2 separate regions of the Bos taurus genome follow, and region 2 is linked to region 1. Evidence: chromatin contacts called from public Hi-C data. All regions are on one chromosome and are shown on one strand. The core of a region is the stretch at or near the end of the contact, and the rest is flanking DNA. Distances in the headings are between cores, read along the strand shown. Region 1 has its middle 54 kb from the start of MIR584-1. Region 2 has its middle 35 kb from the start of MIR2285DC.

What was found. Hi-C and Micro-C count contacts between places; a contact is called where the count stands out from the background.
Region 2: a contact with region 1 is called in a Hi-C map of liver, with 4 times the contacts expected there. A contact is called at or near these places in 2 of 11 Hi-C or Micro-C datasets (liver and skeletal muscle).

The regions. Positions count from the first base shown.
Region 1 is chr14:66,962,902-66,967,877 of ARS-UCD2.0, forward strand. No RefSeq gene overlaps it. Among named protein-coding and RNA genes, the nearest start is that of MIR584-1, 54 kb to the right of the region's middle.
Region 2 is chr14:67,782,678-67,787,711 of ARS-UCD2.0, forward strand. No RefSeq gene overlaps it. Among named protein-coding and RNA genes, the nearest start is that of MIR2285DC, 35 kb to the right of the region's middle.

The sequences.
Region 1 (4,976 bases), core at 1,765-4,264:
GGCATCTCCCAACGCTGTAAGAACAACCGATTTGGTGATAATGACACTAAGAAGAGATAGTAAATATTGCCAATTGAGGCCATGCCAGACATGGTTCTAAGCAGTTGGTAATGGTTCCCTTACATAATTCTAGGCCAACTTGATGAAGAGTGGCTCTTAGTCCTATTTTACAGATGAAGACATTGAGGTGAATATACACAAAGCTGGAAAATGTTGGCTTATGACCAAGAACTGATTCCTGGCCATGCTCCAGGTGAGTTCATACAGCAGCCTGGGTAAGGATATCCTCTAGAGACCAGTCTTGGGTGACCTGCTGATCTTCCTGGCTATTGGTGGCAGCTTATGCTATATTTTCTATTACACAGCTTTAGAGTCCAGAAAAATTCTCCTTTTTAAAGCCACATCTCCAGTCTGTCTATCTAGTCCCACCTCAACCCAGTTGGTTTCTAGATACAAAGCCCGCAGCCATGTCAAACCAGAGGATGAGTAAGACAGAGTGTCCAATGAGACTGCCCTGGGTTGATGTAATGTGTGCGCCTCTGGCACACAGAAGATCAACATCCAAGGTCCTTGCCCTTGAGGATTTCATAATCTGGTGGTGGCGACAGATACGTAAACAGACCCGTTCCAAAACATGTCACAAATGTTATTATAATATGTACAAATAGCACTTAATTTGTACCAGGCACTGTTCTTAGCACTTCTCATAGATTTTTCTCATTTAATCTTCACAACAATACCATGAGTAGCTGTGGTTATCATTTTGCTGACGTAGCGAGAGGCTATGTGACATAGATTGAAGTGAAAAAGACAGGATTCTGAAGCCAGGCAGCTGGGCCCCATTTCCGCATCTTTAGCTGAGCTGCTCCGTGGTCTCCGCCATGATGGAGGCGAGCATGGGGGACTCTGACTGCACAGAGGAGGGACTCTGCAGCAGGCAGGGAGGGGCCTCGCCAGACGAGGGGGCTCCCAGGTTGGGCGAATTGACCCACAGAACCCGTTTGTCCATGACTGGGCCGGACTTGGGTTGGGGAATAGTAAAATGGTTCAGACCATATGTATATGTTGTTGTTGGAAGCAATGGGCTGGCAGCCTGGCAACCTTTTATATACCTTTTGAATACAAGACTGAATGGCAAAAGGAAGACAAAGAATGGGCCCTGTAGCCTGATGTCATATATGTAAATTAAAAATGCACACACACAAAACAATATGTATGATATAAGAACATATATAAATGAAACGATTTCTATCAAACAGAGTAGCATGGCTGCCTTTGACGACAGGTGGAGAACAGAAGTGGAGAAGAGGGATAAGATAAAATAAAGAAAGAGAAACACCATGACAGTAATGTGTTGTGAACTGAAGAGAGTAACTAAGTCAGCCTTGGGCCCCTGAAAGGAGGAAAGAGAGGAGGAAGATGTTGCTCAGGAGCAGCTGCAAGCTCTCCTGAGCTAAGTTTAGCCCCTTCCTGCATCTTTCCCTGGGTGTAGCAGGGGCACCAAGTTGCTTTCTCCAGTGTGATCCTACGCCCTTCTTATCCCTGATTGGTTCAGGGATGGGTACCTGAAGCTCAGCCAATCAACTCATTTCCTTTTATAGACAGCTTTGATGCCCAGTAGAGGCACCCTAGTTTAGGGTGAAGGGCAAACTCCAGCCAAAGTAAATTACAACATGGCTTCCACTGCTGACCATGTGACCCTGGGCACATGATTTAGCCTCTAAGTCCTGAGTTTTCTTGTTTCTAGGAATATATAATACCCAACGTACAGGATTGTGTGAAGATTTCATGAGTGAATGAAATCCATGAACAGTGCTGAGAACAGTGCCTGCCTTAACAGGACTCTATAAGTGTTGGCTATGATTGTTTCCTAGTGAAAAGTGAAAGTCGCTCAGTCGTGTCTGACTCTTTGTGACCCCATGGACTACACGGTCCATGGAATTCTCCAGGCCAGAATACTGGAGTGGGTAGCCTTTCCCTTCTCCAGGAGATCTTCCCAACTCAGGGAGGGATCAAACCCAGGTCTCCTGCATTGCAGGCGGATTCTTTACCAGGAGAGCCAAAAGGGAAGCCTGGTTGTTTCCTAAGAACTTGGTAATTGAGAGACTAAAGAAAGGGCTGAATTTGGGCAGCTAATCAGTGCCAAGAAGTAAGTCACTTCCCCATTGTGTGAAGTATTCTCATTATTTTGTCTCCAGGGGCCATAGAAATATCATTGTTTTGTCTAATACTTGTAAGGTGAAAAAGGTTGGAAATTATTGCTAAGCAGAGGTCAGACTCTGGTTAAATTCCTGAGGCCTCACTATACTAAGATCTCAGTATCTTTGCATTCTATCTGATACCTCCCCCCGCCTTTTTTGTGTGTGAAGTTAAAGTATATTTCTGTCAATTACCTACAGAATTCTTGTAAAGAGGGTCATAATGATAGTGAAGACTCCAAGGCTCAGCCTCTGAGCTCATCTCAATGTATGCTCACTTCCATTCTGTCATCCTTACAGTGAGGGTCACCCTTACACACTGATGACCAAGTTAAAAATTCTTGAAAAACAAGTACAAGATCATATATCCCTCTTGCTGCCATGATCAAGTCCCAGTTCATACAAAGGGTAGCCTAACAACCTCAGCACACAGAATTTTATAAAATCTGGATTTTACACAGGATTTTCTGGGGAAACGACACATTTGTGACTTCATGAGCTTTAACTATGTTGATAAAAGAGTCAGTTCTTGCCCTTACTCATTTACCTCCATTCTGGTAAAGTTCTATTTACTATTTCTTAATAGAATGTTTATACAACTGTTTCTGAAAAGATCATTTCAGTTTTTGGAAAAGGTGGTCAAGGCCTTATTGGGAATTCAGACTTGTATATCAAACAGATAAATAATGAATTTCAATTTCCTAGAACAAAAGTACCTGGAAGAGAATGTGAAAGTGTTTCAGGAAGGAGGAACAAACAAAAACCCTTCCTTGACCTTTGGTAGTCAGAGAATAATCCACAAACTGATTTAGGCAATTTCACCACTTTGAAGGCTTGCAAAGAAGACTGATTTCTGTTTCTTCAGCCACCATTTGGAAGTGCAAAGATCAGGGACATCAAAAGCTTTATCTGAGCTTTTAAATGTGTTTGTGAAATTGCAAATATGCCATGGAGGCAATTCTCAGAGATCTGCATTTTGACAGTTTTTATCTATCAGTTTGACAGGTGCCATCTGATCAAGTGGGTGGCCCTTCCGGCATGCCAAACGCCTTCCAGACGCCTTCCAAAGGCAAGCCAGAGAGAAAGGAAAACCAGCCATTTCCTGTGACCGGGAGTCAGGGGCAGCTGCCGAAGGCGTCTATAGTGACTTCCTGAGGATGTTGAGTCAGTCACTGCAGTGGTTAAAAGCTTTTGCATAAAGTGCATGGTCTACACTTCCCAAACAGCAGTATTAAATCTTCAGAATCATAAAGAAGTCTAGTCATCCTTCAGTAGGAAGTACAACAGCCATAAAATTTATCTGAGTGAGTCAGTCCAGGCCCGATAGGGTACTCCATAGTCTCAGGGACCTGTAGTCCTTCCTGTTTTCGTCTCTGCTGAGTGTGCTTCCCAAGTTCATTTTGTGGTTCAAGTCTGATGCTGCTGCTTCAACCTTCCAAGAAGAAAGAGGATGGGAGGAGAAGGGCACACCCACCCCTGCAACTCTCGTTAGGAGACTTTCTGGAAGTTTCTCATGCTACTTCTGGTTTTAAGCCATTCGCCAGAACATAATCACATAGCTACCTCTAATCACAAGGAGGGTTGCAGGATATACTCTAGTGAAGATTTAAGGGATCTGTTATCACTTCAAAGAAAGGTAGACTGGATTTTGGTGGACAATTAGCTAGCCCTGCCCTATCACCTTTCAGGACTCAGCTCAAATGCCCCTTCTTTAGAGAGACCATCTGAGCCCATCCTCTCAGGAGCAGGCTCTCCTCACTTACTCTCTCATGGAACCTGTTTGATTCCTCCATAGGAATGATCTCGTTCATCTGTTTACTCTTACTTTTTCTGGCCTCAGTCCCCCAGTGGAACAAAGTTCCCTGAGTCCAGGAGCCTTATCTGTCTTGTTGCTCTCCGATCTACCCACAGAAGCTCTCAGTACCTGGCACCCAACAGAATAAACATGTGGAATGAGCGACAAAATAGGGCCCTTACAAAGAAAACAACTGAGATTAAACATATAAGCTCTGGGGTTGGACAGCCTTGATTAAAATCTTGCCTCAGCTCATTAATAATGTGACTGTGGGCTAGTGACTAAACTTGTCTAAGCCTTGATTTCTCTCTTTGTAAAAATGGAGGGGAGGACTTTTGGAAGAATGAAAAAGGTGCATGCATACATGTGAAGAGCTTACGTCTCTAACTATTCGAGAGTGAACGGTCAATAATTTTATATATGCTCATCAAAATAATTTTTAGTTTTGTTGTTATTAGGATTTATCTAGTCCAAAGATTCAAAGGAGGCTTCTTGGAAGAAGGCATCTTAGGGGGAGTCCAATGGACAAGCAGGAGTTAACTAGACAGGAAAGGGGTGAGGAGGGCATCACAGGGAGAAGGAAGTGCGTCTGGAGAGGTCTTGGGGTGGGAGGGGGTGTGCAGGCTGAACTGGAATAAAAGTCTCCATGGCCAGAGTGAAGAGAGAAAAAGCAGCATGCACACAGAGATGGGGAAGGAAGACATGGCGGGCTAGGACATGCAGGGCCTCCATATTGCGAATTTTATCTCAAGTGCAAAGAGAAGTTACCAGAGGTCTCCAAGCAACAGAGTGCATAATCAGGTTTATAAATGTTTAATATCATCCTGGCTGTGGTATAGAGAGGCAGTTATCACGTCAGAGTAACTTCCATCCATGAGATGTCTACTGTATTCTCACTTTCAAGTCCAAGTTAGCCCCTATCAAACATTGTGAGGCTCTGGCTAAGAGCACAGAGCAGTAGGCCAGCTTGGGCTAGCTATGCT
Region 2 (5,034 bases), core at 299-2,798, 820 kb after region 1:
ATAGATTACTATATAGGGATGATGAAACAAAGCTTTAAATTGTTTCCAAGGAACTTGGACTGAAAGGTATAAAATTGTACTCAATGATGATAGATTTCGAGTATGAGGTTATCTAGGAAGAGAACTAATATCTACTAAGTGCCTGCTGTGTAGTAGACAGCAAGATAAGTTTAATAAATCGCATTACATTAGGAGTATTTATAAATTATAGTGGTAAAGGCAAGATATTGGAGCCAAGTTTGAGCTCTGATTTTTATTAGCTGTATGACCTTCAGCAAATTACTTAAAGTCTCCTAGTTAATATTTACTTATCTGAAAAGTGGGGAATCCACCCTGTTTCTAGGATTAAAGCAAGATAACGTTTGCAATAGCTGAGCACAGGGCTGGGCACATAGAAAACCTCAAAAAGCCTGAGTTATTATGAGTGTAACATGGTGCTGGGCAGCAAGCAGCAAGAAATTGTTGGGGGTGGAAGTTACTTCCGGCAGACAGCTGATTTGGGGAGGCAAATCTCTACACCAGGGAGCAGAAAAGGAAATGGCAACCCACTCCAGTATTCTTGCCTAGGAAATCCCATGGAGAGAGGAGCCTGGTGGGCTACAGCCCACGGGCTCCCAGAAGAGTCGGCATGACTTAGACACTAAACCACCTCCACCACTACACCAGGGGGCACACAGAAGGAAGACCCTTCACACACACACACACACTCACAGGCCCTCCAGAGAACTGACAAAATGCGCTTCACAGGAGAGCCCATATTTGGACTGCCGCCACACACTGGGAACAAATAGCCTGTTGGTGTCAAATGGAAGTACTGTGGTGACCAGTGGAGAGGGTTACTAGTTTACAATCAGTAGTCTAATAAAATGAGACTGACCTCAGCTTTCTCTACACCCAAAAACCAAAGCAAAGCATGCTGGGAAGTGGGAGATGTTTGTAGAGCCAGAGGAAGCCAGACCACCCTGCAAAACCGTGGAATAGTCTCAACGCTGGGGAAACTTAAAAAAAAAAAAAAAAACACCTCTTGGTATGCCCAGATATGCCAACTTAACTGATCTGGAATGGAACACAGGCATTGAAATTTTTAATGAATGGCCTGAGTTGGGAACCACCTCCCTAAAGCCTGTGCTTGAGGGAGGGTTCCCCGATTTAACAAGCAAAATGAAAAGTACGTATATTAAAAACTTATTTATCTAAAACTCTTAATTTCACGGGCATTCTGCATTTCGTCTGGCAATTTTAAGAGGGAAGAGAAAGTATTTGAAATGGATAGAAGACTGAAATTTTAAAACAAACAAAGCAGAATCTTAAGGACTGAATATAACCCCTTAATAATAAAAAGCGACTGAAATACATGGAATTGGGCTGACTCGTCATTCAGAGGAGCTGCTACCCAGCGAGAAATGTCGGCGGGGCATGGGGGTTGGGGGTGGCGTGGAGAGTTTGGAATCAATTTCAGGAAAAATAAACCGTTTCATGTTTATGTCCCCAATGAACTGAGATTCCTAGTAAACCAATGATATCACTCTGACCTTGCCCCAGAGATGAGCAAACAGAAGCCTCCAGAATTGACGTGATTTGTACAAGTTCAACACAGCTGGTAAGGGACAGAGCCAGGATTTGAAATCCCTTGGTTGGGAAGATCCCCTGGAGAAGGGAATGGCTACCCACTCCAGTAATCTGGCCTGGAGAATTCCATGGACTGTATCCACCATGGGGTCAGATATGACTGAGTGACTTTCACTTCACACTTAGTTTGACTTAAAAAAAATAAAATAGTGTGGGGAGGGTGGCGTGGGAATAGAAAGCTCTTTCTGCTGTACCATAATGACTTTCAAAGTGTTTTTTGGTATTAGTAATATGAACAGATTGATTCCCCAAAACCACAGTTAACCCATAAAAGCACAGGAGGCCAACCTTCATTTGAGGCAGGGGCTGGAGGGTGCCTTTTGGAGCCTTGGAGGCTCAGACCCTGCAGACTGGCCTGCTTCTGCCTTTCCGCGCTGCTCGGGATGAGCAGGGTGAAGGGCTGAGCTGGACACGCCCGTCTCCTGCCCTCTCAGTGGCTGAGCAGCCAAATGGCAGTGGCTGCTTGGATGCAGGGTAGTAGAAGGAAAGAAATCTTAAAAATTAGAGCAGAAATAAATGCAAAAGAAACAAAAGAGACCATAGCAAAAATCAACAAAACCAAAAGCTGGTTCTTTGAAAGGATAAATAAAATTGACAAACCATTAGCCAGACTCATCAAGAAACAAAGGGAGAAAAATCAAATCAATAAAATTAGAAATGAAAATGGAGAGATCACAACAGACAACACAGAAATACAAAGGATCATAAGAGACTACTATCAACAATTATATGCCAATAAAATGGACAACGTGGAAGAAATGGACAAATTCTTAGAAAAGTACAACTTTCCAAAACTGGACCAGGAAGAAATAGAAAATCTTAACAGACCCATCACAAGCACGGAAATTGAAACTGTAATCAAAAATCTTCCAGCAAACAAAAGCCCAGGTCCAGATGGCTTCACAGCTGAATTCTACCAAAAATTTAGAGAAGAGCTAACACCTATCCTGCTCAAACTCTTCCAGAAAATTTCAGAGGAAGGTAAACTTCCAAACTCATTCTATGAGGCCACCATCACCCTAATACCAAAACCTGACAAAGATCCCACACAAAAAAGAAAACTACAGGCCAATATCACTGATGAACATAGATGCAAAAATCCTTAACAAAATTCTAGCAATCAGAATCCAACAACACATTAAAAAGATCATACACCATGACCAAGTGGGCTTTATCCTAGGGATGCAAGGATTTTTCAATATCCGCAAATCAATCAATGTAATACATCACATTAACAAATTGAAAAATAAAAACCATATGATTATCTCAATAGATGCAGAGAAAGCCTTTGACAAAATTCAACACCCATTTATGATAAAAACTCTCCAGAAAGCAGGAATAGAAGGAACATACCTCAACATAATAAAAGCTATATATGACAAACCCACAGCAAACATTATCCTCAATGGTGAAAAATTGAAAGCATTTCCTCTAAAGTCAGGAACAAGACAAGGGTGCCCACTTTCACCATTACTATTCAACATAGTTTTGGAAGTTTTGGCCACAGCAATCAGAGCAGAAAAAGAAATAAAAGGAATCCAAATTGGAAAAGAAGAAGTAAAACTCTCACTATTTGCAGATGACATGATCCTCTACATAGAAAACCCTAAAGACTCCACCAGAAAATTACTAGAACTAATCAATGACTATAGTAAAGTTGCAGGATATAAAATCAACACACAGAAATCCCTTGCATTCCTATACACTAATAATGAGAAAACAGAAAGAGAAATTAAGGAAACAATTCCATTCACCATTGCAACGGAAAGAATAAAATACTTAGGAATATATCTACCTAAAGAAACTAAAGACCTATATATAGAAAACTATAAAACACTGGTGAAAGAAATCAAAGAGGACACTAATAGATGGAGAAATATACCATGTTCATGGATTGGAAGAATCAATATAGTGAAAATGAGTATACTACCCAAAGCAATTTATAGATTCAATGCAATCCCTATCAAGCTACCAACAGTATTCTTCACAGAGCTAGAACAAATAATTTCACAATTTGTATGGAAATACAAAAAACCTCGAAAGCCAAAGCGATCCTGAGAAAGAAGAATGGAACTGGAGGAATCAACCTACCTGACTTCAGGCTCTACTACAAAGCCACAGTTATCAAGACAGTATGGTACTGGCACAAAGACAGAAATATAGATCAATGGAACAAAATAGAAAGCCCAGAGATAAATCCACGCACATATGGACACCTTATCTTTGACAAAGGAGGCAAGAATATACAATGGATTAAAGACAATCTCTTTAACAAGTGGTGCTGGGAAATCTGGTCAACCACTTGTAAAAGAATGAAACTAGAACACTTTCTAACACCATACACAAAAATAAACTCAAAATGGATTAAAGATCTAAACATAAGACCAGAAACTATAAAACTCCTAGAGGAGAACATAGGCAAAACACTCTCCGACATACATCACAGCAGGATCCTCTATGACCCACCTCCCAGAATATTGGAAATAAAAGCAAAAATAAACAAATGGGACCTAATTAACCTTAAAAGCTTCTGCACATCAAAGGAAACTATAAGCAAGGTGAAAAGACAGCCTTCAGAATGGGAGAAAATAATAGCAAATGAAGCAACTGACAAACAACTAATCTCAAAAATATACAAGCAACTCCTACAGCTCAACTCCAGAAAAATAAATGACCCAATCAAAAAATGGGCCAAAGAACTAAATAGACATTTCTCCAAAGAAGACATACAGATGGCTAACAAACACATGAAAAGATGCTCAACATCACTCATTATCAGAGAAATGCAAATCAAAACCACTATGAGGTACCATTTCACGCCAGTCAGAATGGCTGCGATCGAAAAGTCTACAAATAATAAATGCTGGAGAGGGTGTGGAGAAAAGGGAACCCTCTTACACTGTTGGTGGGAATGCAAACTAGTACAGCCACTATGGAGAACAGTGTGGAGATTCCTTAAAAAACTGGAAATAGAACTGCCTTATGATCCAGCAATCCCACTGCTGGGCATACACACTGAGGAAACCAGAAGGGAAAGAGACACGTGTACCCCAATGTTCATCACAGCACTGTTTATAATAGCCAGGACATGGAAGCAACCTAGATGTCCATCAGCAGATGAATGGATAAGAAAGCTGTGGTACATATACACAATAGAGTATTACTCAGCCATTAAAAAGAATACATTTGAATCAGTTCTAATGAGGTGGATGAAACTGGAACCTATTATACAGAGTGAAGTAAGCCAGAAGGAAAAACACCAATACAGTATACTAACGCATATATATGGAATTTAGAAAGATGGTAACAATAACCCTGTGTACGAGACAGCAAAAGAGACAGTGATGTATAGAACAGTCTTATGGACTCTGTGGGAGAGGAAGAGGGTGGGAAGATTTGGGAGAA